Linked DNA regions of Sus scrofa: region 2 is linked to region 1. The links are chromatin contacts, called in public HiChIP or PLAC-seq maps. All regions are on one chromosome and are shown on one strand. The core of a region is the stretch at or near the end of the contact, and the rest is flanking DNA. Distances in the headings are between cores, read along the strand shown. Region 1 holds the start of RAD51D (DNA repair protein RAD51 homolog 4). Region 2 holds the start of LIG3 (DNA ligase 3).

Region 1 (6,566 bases), core at 1,123-3,622:
GAATTCCCAGGCCAGGGATCATATCCTAAGCCACAGCTGCAGCAACACCAGATCCTTAACCCACTGTGCCAGGTTGGGGATCTAACCTGTATCCCAGGGCTCCCAAGATGCTGCTGGTCCTGTGGCACCACAGTGGGAATGCCTGGGCTGGTTTTATAAATTCCCAAAGGCCAAGGCTGCTCCCTGTTAGTCACCACCCCCAACACACACGTGCCCACACCCCTCTCTTCTGTCCCTTGCTTTTCTCTACCCACCAGACCCCACACTCCTTAAGTGCGAGGGCCTTGCCTCACGCATATTCGTATCATTGGCATACATCTGTCACCTATAGGCACTTGGCCAGTGCTTGATGAATGACAGACCTGGACCCCCAGCTGCAGAAAGCAGGCGCCATGCTATATGAACCTTGCCAAGAGGACATGCACGGGAAAGAGCAAAGGCCAAACCAATCCAAAGACCTTGGTGGTGGCAGTGCTCTTTATCAAATTCTGTACAAACAGGCCAGGAAAGAGGTCAGCCTTCCTTGGCCAGAAGCCGCCTGTTTTCTTCCAACGCGTTCCCTCTCCAAACTGCACAGCAGAACATAAATCACTCCTGTCCCTTCCTGCTGCAGAGTACAGCGAAAGAACCAGGTTCTGGATCAAGTGCGCCAGGGCTGGAGCCCTGGCTGGTATATAGTAGGCACTCAAATAAATGGTATTCAGTTGTGCTCTCTTGCCCCATCGTTTTTTTTCTTTTTGGGGCTGTGCCCGCAGCATATGAAAGTTCGCAGGCTAGGGGTCAAATTGGAGCTGCTGCCGCCAGCCTACACCACAGCCGCAGCAACACCAGATCCAAGACCCGTCTGTGACCTACACAGCTCACAGCAATGTCAGATCTTTAAGCCACTCAGCAAGACCAAGGATCAAACATGCATCCTTATGGATACTTAACCCACCTCAGGTTCTTAACCCAGTGAGCTACAAGGGGAACTCCCTGCCCCATCCTTAAGTGAAAGGGCAGAAAGGGCCAGAGAAAAGTTGCTCTGATCTGTGGAATAATATCTGTGGAAGTGCTGACATCTTGTGTTACAGGACAGTGATTCTCAACCAGTAGCAATTTTGGCCCCCAGGGTCATTTGGCAACAGCTAGAGCCATTTTTGATAGTCATGACCTATGAAGGAGAGGGGTGTAACTGGCATCTACTGGGGTGGAGGCCAGGGATGCTGCCAGACATCCTACTATATGCACAAGACAGCCACCCCCAAAATTATGCATCCTAAGTGGTTAGGAGTCAGAGAAACTCTGTACAGGGTAAGATAACTCAGAAATCCTGACCCCCCTCCCGTGTCTCCTTCAACCACAGCTGAAGCAGCCTGCTCTTTCTCAAGCATCAAAAGCCCAGCCAGAGCCTCTGGCCTCTCGCCTTCTGCCCCAGCTACACACACACAAACCTTCTAATGCCGGTGGACAGGATGGCCGTGGACGTCTTCAGTTCCTCGTAGAGATCAGCGCCATTGCAGGGAAAAGCGGAGAACTGAGCCAGCAGCACCCGCCTCAGGGCGACCAGGGCCTGCGGAAGGGGCGGGGCAACTCAGGAAGCTGCCGGAGCAGCCGGGAGTGTGCGGCAGCGACCCGCCAAGGGAGGGGGCCATCCAGGGTCTCCTAGCCCCCCCCTTATCAATCTCTGGGGACACTCTGCTCGGGGATGGGCATTTAGAGACACCCATGTTGGAGTGTGGAGATCGCCAGCTCACCTTATAAGACAAACCACATTTCTGGGCTACCTCCTCCAAGTCTGCAGAAACCAGGTCCACCACTGAAAACAAAACACGCGGGGTTGATGCGCGCAAGGGAGGCCCCAGACTCCCGCCCGTGACTTTTCCTCGCCTACGCGAACTAGCGGAGCCGCGGGGGCTGGCGCGGCGCCTAGCCCACAGTGGGGGGTTCTAGCCCTCCTGGAGCGGGGCTTGCCCAGTCCCACCCTCCCAAGCTCTGCCAGAAGGCTGTGGGCGTCGGAGGCAGGGGAGGGGCCCCACCCAGTGGGCCAGGGCCGGGGCCAGCCTCCGCGCTGGGCCCAGCCATGTGGCCCGCACAGGCGCGCGCCCACGGTCACCTGTCTTGATCCCGCGGCTCTGCAGAAGCTGGACCATGTCCTGAGTGAGGCCGGGGCACAGTCCGGCCCGAAGCACGCCCATGTTCCCTGGAGGCCCCGGGGCCGCTGGTCCTGGGGGCATCCGCGAGGCCCTCTCCAGACACCCCGCAGCACCCCCTTCCGGACCAAACGCTGGGGGCTGGCGTCGGGAGGAGGCGGCGCACAGGGTGTGGACCCTGCCTGGTCTCCCGCGCCCAGGAGCCTGCCTGCCCGGCCCCGCCGCCGCTTCCGGTTTCCAGGCTCCAGGGCCTGGCCTGCGGCGCCACCTGCCGACCGCCGGGCGGACGGGAGGGCTCCCGCGGCCCCGCGTGGGCGGCACGAAGTTGGGTCCCCTGCCTTTTCCCCATCACGCCTCCTCGCCAGCCTCCCTGGTGCCACTTTCCATAATGAACGCTGGTCCAGAACGTTGGATGGGACCCACCATCCCTACTCTCAGGGACCTACCTGTTGGTGAGGGAAGACAGTGACAAAGAATCTAATCAGATCCTCAGCAGTCGTCTGATAGGTGCTTGAAAGCAGCAGCGCGCAGAGAGGACATCTGCTTCTGTTTTCCAAATAAAAGTAATTTTGAATGATCAACAGTAAAAACCCTGAGTATATAGAACACACACACACACTTTTTTTTTTTTTTTTTTTTTTTTTGGTCTTTTCTAGGGCCGCTCCCATGGCATATGGAGGTTCCCAGGCTAAGGGTCTAATTGGAGCTGTAGCCACCAGCCCGCTCCACAGCCACAGCCACGCGGGATCCGAGCCCCATCTGCAACCTACACCACAGCTCACGGCAACACCACATCCTTAACCCACTGAGCAAGGCCACGGATCAAACCTGCAACCTCATGGTTCCTAGTCGGATTCGTTAACCACTGCGCCACGATGGGAACACCATGTGATTTGGTATTTTGAAAGATCTTTTCTTAACCTTACCCTCTGGAAGAGAGAAAACAACTTTACAAGGTTATCCTCTTACAATCCAGTGAGGTAGGTTCTGTATTTACCCCTATTTTACAGACGAGGAAACTGAGGCTCAGTGCAGTAAAGTCACTTGCCAAAGGTTTCACAGCCTGTAAGGACAGAGCTGGACTTGGAGCAGACGAATTTATATTTCGGTGCAAAGCCAGTGCTGTTTTAACAGCGCCCCCTCCCCACCCCCAAGTTGTGTATATGTTTCCCTACTGTGAAGTGGTTTCATTGAGAACAGAAACATCTGGCCCATTTCTGTCTGCCTCTGAAAGCACCCACTATCCCTCAAGACGTGATGACACTGGGGTGAGGGCTCAGTAGAATTTAGAGTTTTAGCAGTAAACCTGGGTATATGTGAGCTATGAACCATCTGGGTTTTTCCTGTGCCTGCACAGCTAAGACATATGAGGTTTGCTGCCTAGGATTTCTGGATATAGAGCCTGTAGACAAAGTCACTCCCCGAGTCCCATTCCAGTATCACCAGCCTCCTTTCATGCCCAGGTGCCTCTGTCTCACCATCCATCTCCTTCCCTGGGCAGGTCCCAAGGGCACAGGCAGGAAACGTTTTGAGATCTTCAGAGAAGGGCGAGGCTGCTCAGAGCTGGAAGGGGCCCAAGGAGCAGTGCGGTCTGTTCCTCGGTCTCCCCACTCTGACACTGCCTGCTACCCCCCTGCAGCAGGAGCCTCAGATCAAGGGGGGGCTGGCCCCTAATTGTTACACTGTGATCATTATGAAGTCAGCCGATTGCACCTCCTCCCACCCAAACTAAGGGTGTGTCTGCTGCGTCCAGTTTCTCTCTGCTTCCTGTCAGCCTGGTTGTCCTGCATGGTGACGGCTGGTCCCAAACCAACTCAATGGCGTCAGAGACACTCTACAAAGTAGGAGATGGGGAGGAGGCCTTGCTGAGGAAGGAAACACTCAATGTCCTGAACGCGCTCCATCACATGCCGAAGGCCTTTCCAAACCCCAAGTCTATGAACAGGACCGTCACTACCAAAGGGCTCCCACTTTCCTCCAGGGGAAGTTTGCTTAACTTCTTGGAGAGGATGCCATCAATCTACCGTAAGACACAAGTCTGGTCCTTTTCTCCTTTCTAAGGCTGGCGCTGGGGGGTGGGGTGGAGAGGGGCTTGAAGAGGCGGTACTTCCTTGATTAACACAGTTGAGACCCCCCCTCCCCCGGAACAGCAGGGTGGGCTATGGATTTCTGACCCCACACAATTCTTGGAGGCCCCCTGGGATTAGTCAGATTTGCTGATGGTCATTCTGCTTTGTCTTCACCGCCAGTGACACCTCTGCCCCCTCAATTCCCACTGGCTTTGCTCCCTCCATCTTTCTTATTGTGCCTTCACCTGCCTGGTTATGGCCCCACCAGCCCCCGTGGCCTGCCTGTCTTCAGACTGAGGTTTACTGGACCTCTGCAGTGATTCTGGGTTTCCCTGATTTCATTTCACAAAATTCTTTTTTTTTTTTTTTTTTTGTCTTTTCTAGGGCCACTCCCGAAGCACATGGAGGTTCCCAGACTAGTGGTCAAATCGGAGCCATAGCCACCACCCTACGCCAAGAGCCACAGCAACTCGGGATCCGAGCCTCATCTGCAACCTACATCACAGCTCACGGCAACGCTGGATCATTAACCCACTGAGCAAGGGCAGGGATCGAACCCACAACCTCATGGTTCCTAGTTGGATTCGTTAACCATGGAGCCACAACAGGAACTCCTCATTTCACAAAATTCTTTGAGACCTGCAGATGTCTGGCCCCAGGTTAAGTTCTGGGAATGCAGAGCCAGAAAGCACCTCTGCTTTCAAGGAGCTCCCAGCCTCTGGTGTGTGTGTGAAGGGGAGGGGTGTCAGGAAAGAATCAAGAATATTGGAAGAGGAGTTCCCGTCATGGCTCAGCAGTTAACGAATCTGACTAGCATCCATGAGGACACAGGTTCGATCCCTGGCCTTGCTCAGTGGGTTAAAGATCTGACATTGCAGTGAGCTGTGGTGTAGGTTGCAGATGTGTCTCAGATCCTGTGTTGCTGTGGCTGTAGTGTCGGCCAGCAGTTACAGCTCCGTTTCAACCCCTAGCCTGGGAACCTCCATATGCCACGGTACGGCCCTAAAAAAAAAAAAAAGAATATTGGAGTTCCTGCTGTGGTGCAACAGAGTCACTGGCATCTATGGAGTGCTGGGACACAGGTTTAATCCCTGGCCTGGAACAGCAGGTTAAAGGACTGGGTGTTGCCACAGCCGCAGGCATAGGTTGAAACTACAGCTCAGATCTGATCCCTGGCCTGGGAACTCTATGTGCCATGTGGCCAAAAAAGAAAAAAAGCATCGAGAATATTATAGCATGGTCTGCGATATGACAGGACAACTGGAAGAACCAGAGGGGACTTAGTATGGCTTGGGAGGGGGTAAAGTAAAGGGAGCCTTCTTGGAGGAGGTGATAATTGAGCTGAATCTCATAGGAAGAGGGAGGAAGTAGCCAGGGGAGGGAGAGTGGTGCTAAGGGGATCATCTGCAGGGAGATATCGTGGCGTGTGATCTGTGCAGCCACACACAGCCTGACGCTCTGAAGGGCTCTGTGCTCAGTTTAATGATCAGATGTCACTGTCCTTTTTTTTTTTTTTTTTTCTTTTTTTCCGCCTGGCAGCATATGGAGTTCTCAGGCCACGGATCAGATCTGAGCTAGAGTCGCAACCTAAGCCACAGTTGCAGCAACGCCAGATCCTTAATGCACTGTGCTGGTCCGGGGAGTGAACCTGTGTCCCAGTGCTCCCAAGACGCCACCGATTCTGTTGAGCCACAGTGGGAACTCCCAAATGTCACTGTTTTGAAATTCTTAATTTGTTTTGTTTGTTTTTTTGATTTTTGCTTTTTAGGGCTGCACCCGGGGCATATGGAAGTTCCCAGGCTAGGGGTCAAATTGGAGTTGCAGCTGCCAGCCTGCACCACAGCCACAGCAAGACCAGATCTGAGTGGCATCTGTGACCTACACTGCAGCTCACAGCAATCAGGATCCTTAACCCACTGAGCTAAGTCAGGGATCAGACCTGCATCCTCATGGACACTAGTCGTGCTCTTAACCTGCTGAGCCACAACAGAACTCCAACGATTTCATAATTTAAAAAAATTAAGATGGAACAAAAATGTTTTTGAGTATTCACCTCAATATATGTGTTTATCTGTACTGTTAATTTTACATGCTATATATTAATAAATACCGTTAAGTGTTATAAAATTTAAGTCAATAAATTAGTAATTATGTTAAATATTAAACAATAGGAAATAAATATTTATAAAGCTTAATTTATTATTTTTCTTTTAGATACTTTTAGATATTTTGTCACATCCCAGTAGATCACTGTGGTCATTCCCTGGAGTGTTTAAGGAAGGACTTAAAGTTTAAGGAAGGACTTAAAGCCAGTGTTTCCAAAAAAGGTTTTCCTGTAAGTTCTCTTGTGGCGCAGCAGGTTAAG
Region 2 (6,566 bases), core at 2,366-4,865, 130 kb before region 1:
GCCTATCCACAGATCCCCTAGGAGTCCATGAGCCTTAGCCTTACCATTTTCACTGTTATCCCACCCAAGCTGCCCTCATTTCTCCCCTTTTTATAGTAGCCAACTAACTCATCTCCCAGTTTCTTTTCACAGAAGGCAGAGGAACAGCAATCCTGTTAAAAGCTAAGTCAGATCCTGTTACTAACCTGCTCAATATAATCCACTAGCTTCCCATTTCACCTACAATAAAACTCAAGATGATTTTTTTTTTGGCCACCCGAAGCATGCAGAAGTTCCCTGGCCAGGGATCAAACCTGTGCTATAGCAGCATCCAGAGCCACAGCAGTGACAACGCTGGATTCTTAACCCACTGGCTGTCAGGAAACTCCAAACCCCAACATCTTTATAATGGTTTACAGAGCCCTACAGGATCTATCTCCAGATACCCTGCTGACATCTCTAGTTCTTTGTGGCCTTAACTCCTGCTGCTCTGGACACACTCATCTCCCTGTGACCTCTCAGTAGGACAGATACATGCCTGTTTGAACTCTCTGCACCTGGCTCTCTCCTTCTTTCCTTCAGGTCAACTCAATTGTCACTTTGTTGGTGAGGCTTTCCCCATCACTATATTTAAAATGCAGGAGGGAGTTTCTCTTGTGGCTCAGCAGATTATGAACCTGACTAGTATCCAAGAGGATTAAAGATTCAATCCCTGGCCTCACTCAGTGGGTTACAGATCAGGAGTTGCTGTGGTGTAGGCCAGCAGCTGCAGCTCTGATTTGACCCCTAGCCTGGGAACTTCCATATGCTGCAGGTGCAGCCCTAAAAAGCAAAAACAAACAAACAAAAAAAAAACCCAAAAAACCCAGCAGGAGTTCAATGGGTTAAGCATCTGGTGTTGTCACTGCAGTGGTCCAGGCCCCTGTCAGGGGACAGGTTTGATCCTTGGCCCAGGGATTTCGAAATGCTGTGGGCACAGCCAAATAAAATAAAACTGCAAACCCCATCCTGCCCTGCTTGGCACCTGTGCTCCTCTGCTTTCCTTTTCTCCATAGCACCCATCTTTTTTTTTTTTTTCTTTCTTTTTTTCTGCACTCTCGGCATATTTAAATTCACAGGCCAGGGAGAGAATCCGAGCTGCATCTGTGACTTACACAAGAGCTGTGGCAAAGCCAGATCCTTAACCCACTGTCCCACCACATAGACAACTCAGGATTCTTAACCCACTATGCCACAGCAGGAGCTTCAAGGGTAGGGATTTTTGTCTGTTTTGTTTCATCGCCATATTTCAATTCCTGACCCAGAGTAGGCACTGAATAAATACTTGACTGACTGATAACTAACTCAATGATTAACTCTGCAGCGCCATGAATGTATCTAGACTGAGGAAGGAGTGGGTAGGGAGGAATGTACATTTACTGAAACACATCTCAGTGCCAAGCAGTATGCAAATTAACACGTGTCATCTCAGAGTTCTCTTTTTGTTTTTGTTTTTATCTTTTTAGGGCCACACCCGAGGCATATGGAGGTTCCCAGGCTAGGGGTCGAATCAAAGCTATAGCTGCTGGCCTATGCCACAGCTAGAGCAAAGTGGGATCTGAGCTTTGTCTGCAACCTACACCACAGCTCACAGCAACACTGGATCCTTTAACCCACTGAGCGAGGCCAGGGATTAAGCCCACATCCTCATGGATACTAGTTGGGTTCGTTAACCACTGAGCCATGACGGGAACTCCTCGGAGTTCTCTTGTGGCATGGGGGTTAAGGATCCAGCATTGTTACTGCAGTGGCTTGGATTTGATCCCTGGCCCAGGAACTTCCACAAATTCAAACTAAGTCTCACTAACTAAGGATCCTAAGGGAGGAAATGCAGAAAACAGGGAAGAATAATCAAGAAACAATAGTGGAGGTTTGGGGCAGGGTCCTGTTCCTCAAGGGATATACCTAACATACCTTTGAGTTCTGCAGGAACTAAGCCTTCCCGCCCCAAGGTGGAGGGTGGAATGAAAAGGTGGCTTTCTATCTACACCCTTACCACCTAGAACTTACCCATCTGACTGCCTCCTGACAGCAATCAACTAAAGCTTGCTCTGTTGACCTTTGCTCCAATTCTATGCTGAATTCCACTTTCATATCTCAGATGGGTCAGTACAAAGAGCCCTTTTCCTCCCAGTTTTATGGAGATATAAATGTATACATAAGGCGTTCAGCATAATGGTTTGATAGAATAAAAAGCTAAAAAACTTTTCTCCTTAAAAGTATGAACCTCTTCACAAATGTACATGACATCTTTGTTCAGGGGCCAGGCTAAGCTCTGTATCATTTCATTTTCATTAATGTTCTGCCTAAGGCAGCACAAAAACCTTTTATTTGGTTCCCTTGCTTCAGTCTCTCCTATATCCTTCTTAAACACTTCATGAGGCCCTTCTTGGCTCTCCATCCCGTACATAACAAAGGTCTTAACTTACATGTGTAACAAAAGCCAAAATACAGAATTTCCTCCAGGTCTGACCTTTCCTTATCTAATGCTCAGTTGTTTACCTTTCCTAGACCCTGAGCAAGTTCATTCCTCTTTTCTGAGTCCACTTTTCTTTTGAAAAAATGGCCATCCAAATCTCTCCAAGTTGACCTGAGGTTTAAAAGAAATATACTTTATTTATTTTGTCTTTTTAGGGCCGCGCCTGTAGCATATGGAGGTTTCCCAGGCTAGGAGTCGAATAGAAGCTGTAGCCACCTGCCTATGCCACAGGCACAGCAACGCCACATCTGAGCCAACAACGCCAGATCCGAGAGGGGTCTATGACCTACACCACAGCTCACCGCAAGGGCAGGATCCTTAGCCCACTGAGCAAGGCCTGGGAGCCAACCTGTGTCCTCATGGTTAGGAGTCAGATTAGTTTCCGCTTAGCCACTACCGTAACTCCAAGAAATACACTTTAAACAATACACAATCAAGGGTTTACTGTACCCATCACTCCTTTACCTCCAAATCTATCTAGAGCAATTTTCAATTCAATGATATTTTTAAATACTTAGTATGTGCTAGGCATTTTGTGGGACACATGACACTAGGAATGCAGAGAGACTGAAAAACGCAATCTTTGCCTTCCCCAAGCTCATTGCAATATACTTTCTCAACTAGTACCTCCCCCCCCCCCCATTTTTGGCCTCCCTGTGGCATACGGAGCTCCGGACCAAGGTGCAGTAGCGACCTAAGCCGCAGCTGCCGCAACGCCGGATCCTTAACGCACCGATCGGGGGTCGAACCCGCGTCTCTAAGCTACCAAGAGACCGATTACCCTTGAGGCACAGCGAGAGATCCTCAACCAGTACTTTTAAAGACTAGATCTCTAATGTTAAGAGCTAAATCAGGGGTCCCCAAAAGTTCAGACTGAGGTGCACCTCCGGGCGCCGCCACATCGCAGCAACCTCATCTTTCCTCCGCTGTGATCACAGATCCGGAACCAGCTCCACTACCCAACACAGAGCCCTGGGCCTCACTCTGCGGACCTGGTTGCCCGCTCACGTGGCAGGCGAGGGGCGGGGACGCGTTGGCGCGGTGGGCGGGGTCCTGGGCCTCTGCGCCTGCGCACTGCGGCCAGCTCAAGGACCCGGATTTAAAGAGACAGGCCCTACAACCGTCGTAGCTGCGCGTGGCCTGTGGGCGCCTGGTCCGGGGCCTGAGGTGGTGCCGGAGCCGGGAAGGCAGGTGAGGGGCGGCGGGGTGGGGCAGCGGGGAGGGAGGTGGCAGGGGTTTCAGGGTTCTGCGAGGCCCGGGAGCCAGCTCCCTGGCCTCGTCCCCCTCCCGCCCGCCGGCGGAGCCCCGAGGCACACCCTCCGTGACGTGGCGGCCCCCCGGGAGCCCGCGGGGGTTGGCTCCCGACTCCCGGGACCCCTACGGGTCTGCGCTGGGGAGGCAGGGTGCCTCCGGCCGGGCCCCCGCGAGGGCTGCTCTGGCCGGGTTTGCTCAACCGCAGCGTCCCATTTCCCAGCCCCGGACTATATCTACGCGGCCCCTCCAGCCCCAACCGAGGGACTTGCTTCCCCGCCTACCCCCCGGTGTCCGCTCCCGGTTGGGAGCCCGTGCCCTCCCAAAAACGTCGCAGAAAGGCCCTCTAGGAAAAGCGGCCCTGGGCTTTCATTTCCCGGACCGGCTGCCCGCAGCCCTCAACGGTTTGCTTCTCGGCTCCCTTTGATGATATGCTAAGCTGCGGCCGGTGTGTGTGCGCGGAGGCGGGGGTGCTGTGAGCCAGACGGGTATCCCCCACGCGGCTTTGTGCCTCCTCTGCACTGCGAGGTGCTCTCCCTTCGGCTCCTTTGATCACCGGGCGTGTGTTGGGGGTGGGGATGCTTCCTAAATCGCTCTTCCAAAAGGTGGTGAACTCTCATTTGTTCTGAGCGCTTCTTGGTCCTGCCTTAATTTCACATTCCTCGCCTTTGTGGTTCTTCCAGCTTCTGAGGGTTTAGAACCCTTTGTGAGCTTCACGAAAATCATGACCTCATCCCCCGAAATGTACATGGCTGAAGGTGCACCTTTTGTCTACCTTTTCAGGGAGTTCAAAGCCCCCCCACTCCCCACCGCCCCGTTCCCCATCAGCCCATCCATGGACTCATTTTTCATTTTCCCAACCATCTTGCAGGTAGGTATTACTTTCCCTGTTTTAGAACTAAGGAAACAGACTCATGGAGTTAAGGGAATTCTCAAGGATAACTTAGTGCGTGAACTATGAGTCACACCTGGGCTCCCATCTCTTGATTCCCACTTACCTTCTGTCTGCTGCTTTATGTTGCACTACACTAAGTAAAGCCTGCTTTTCACCATCACCCAATAGCAATTTCACTACAAAGTCCTTTACAGGCTGAAAATAATTCCGGGTCTGTTTAAAGTTAGAACTAAGAAGATACTTTAGAAAATATAAATATAAGAAGGTGAGGGATACCACGTGGTATTCACTGATCACAAGGGCTTTTTCTTAGAATAATAGCCCTTTGAGTTAGGTACTGTTATTATCCACATTTACAGTTGAGGAAATTGAGGAACCTAGAGCTTCAGTAACCTACCAAGGTCACACAGCTAATGAGCTAGGATTTGAAGCCTAGCAGTCTGGTTTCAGGCTTCATTTAATTGCCTCTCAAAATAGAGCTTCTGATTAAATCTCAAATCTGTGTCGTGGCTTAATTATATTCTGAGAATGGCATATATTTTATACTTCACATTAAAAACTTCACGAGCATAATGCAGCTTTTCTTGATGATTAAAAGGCTTTAGGACCTTATAATACTTAAGGGTCATCATCCATTTTAAGGATTAGGTGTTGCTGATGGCCTGAGAAAAGGTTTTACATTATTTGGATTCTCTTGATTGAGATTTATCAGGTACACGTGTATGTTAGATAATTGAACATCCTTTCACAAGCTGAATTTCCCGTATTGGAGCTCTTTGTCCTATAGGCAACAAATCTTTCATACTTCGAGTTGATTGCTCAGCATGGATTGTTTTAGGACTTCAATCTTTGAAGCAATTAGAAGCCTAGCTCTTCCTTTATAACTCACCTTTCCTGCCTCTCGCCCTTTTATACAGCTGTATGAATTTGGCTTTTAAGATCATCTTCCCACCAACTCTCCGTCTGCTCAGCCGGAAAAAACTGTGCCTGTTCCAAGAACAACATCACTGGCCTGACAAAAGACAGTTCAGCCAGTGGTCAGAAACAGGTCTGCGCAGACACCACCTCCTCCAGAGAAGAAAGCCTGTTCTGTCATTCCAGGAAAGCAGTCTCAGACCACGTGCTACCTGCCTTGTTTTCTTGCCAGGGTCGCATGTGGGACTCTGTGGTGGCCCCTGTGAGATGGCAGAGCAACGGTTCTGTGTGGACTATGCCAAGCGTGGCACAGCCGGCTGCAAAAAATGCAAGGAAAAGATTGTAAAGGGTGTATGTCGCATTGGCAAAGTGGTGCCCAATCCCTTCTCAGAGTCGGGGGGTGATATGAAAGAGTGGTACCACATCAAATGCATGTTTGAGAAACTGGAGCGGGCCCGAGCCACCACGAAAAAAATCGAGGACCTCACAGAGCTGGAAGGTTGGGAAGAGCTGGAAGATCCTGAGAAAGAACAGATAAGCCAGCACATTGCAGGTGGGGTGGAGAATACTGCTTTCTCATCTTAGGGGTGCTGAGAGAAAAAGGGATGAGAGTAGAGGCCAGTGTCTTCCTGTCTGTCTTTTTTGGGGTTTGTTTTAATAACTTCAAACTCACAGAAAAGTTGCAAGAATAAAAACAGTATAAAGAATGCTCATATTCCCTTTACCCAGATTTACCTGTTAACGTTTTGCTCTCTGCTTTATCATTTGCGTCCCAGTGTTCCTTCTCCCCACTGCTTCCCTCCTCCTCTATCCTAGTCCCCCTCCCCACACACACAGTTTTTCCCCCTGAACCATTTGAGCATAAGTTGCGTAATCATGGCCCTTTGCCTTTAAACACTTAAGTGTGTATATACTGAGAATAGAAATACTCTCTTACTTGACCGTCATACAACTATCAACCAGTAAATTTATCTTTGAAATAACGCTTGAATCTACCATCTGTATTCC

What was found. HiChIP or PLAC-seq counts read pairs in DNA pulled down with a chosen protein or histone mark.
Region 2: a contact with region 1 is called in an H3K27ac HiChIP or PLAC-seq map of alveolar macrophages. The contact joins the promoter of LIG3 here to the promoter of RAD51D in region 1. A contact is called at or near these places in 2 of 47 Hi-C or Micro-C datasets (liver and subcutaneous adipose tissue) and 2 of 2 datasets of contacts at active chromatin or transcription factors (alveolar macrophages and skeletal muscle).

The regions. Positions count from the first base shown.
Region 1 is chr12:40,049,981-40,056,546 of Sscrofa11.1, reverse strand. It overlaps RAD51D (DNA repair protein RAD51 homolog 4), which reads right to left and starts at 2,372. Exons shown (of 10, transcript XR_002337232.1): 1 at 2,096-2,372; 2 at 1,737-1,798; 3 at 1,434-1,552. FNDC8 (fibronectin type III domain-containing protein 8) reads left to right here and starts at 3,910. Exons shown (of 5, transcript XM_003358154.4): 1 at 3,910-4,136; 2 at 4,139-4,157. The coding sequence starts at 3,950.
Region 2 is chr12:40,180,635-40,187,200 of Sscrofa11.1, reverse strand. LIG3 (DNA ligase 3) reads left to right here and starts at 3,615. Exons shown (of 20, transcript NM_001244103.1): 1 at 3,615-3,688; 2 at 5,561-6,111. The coding sequence starts at 5,565.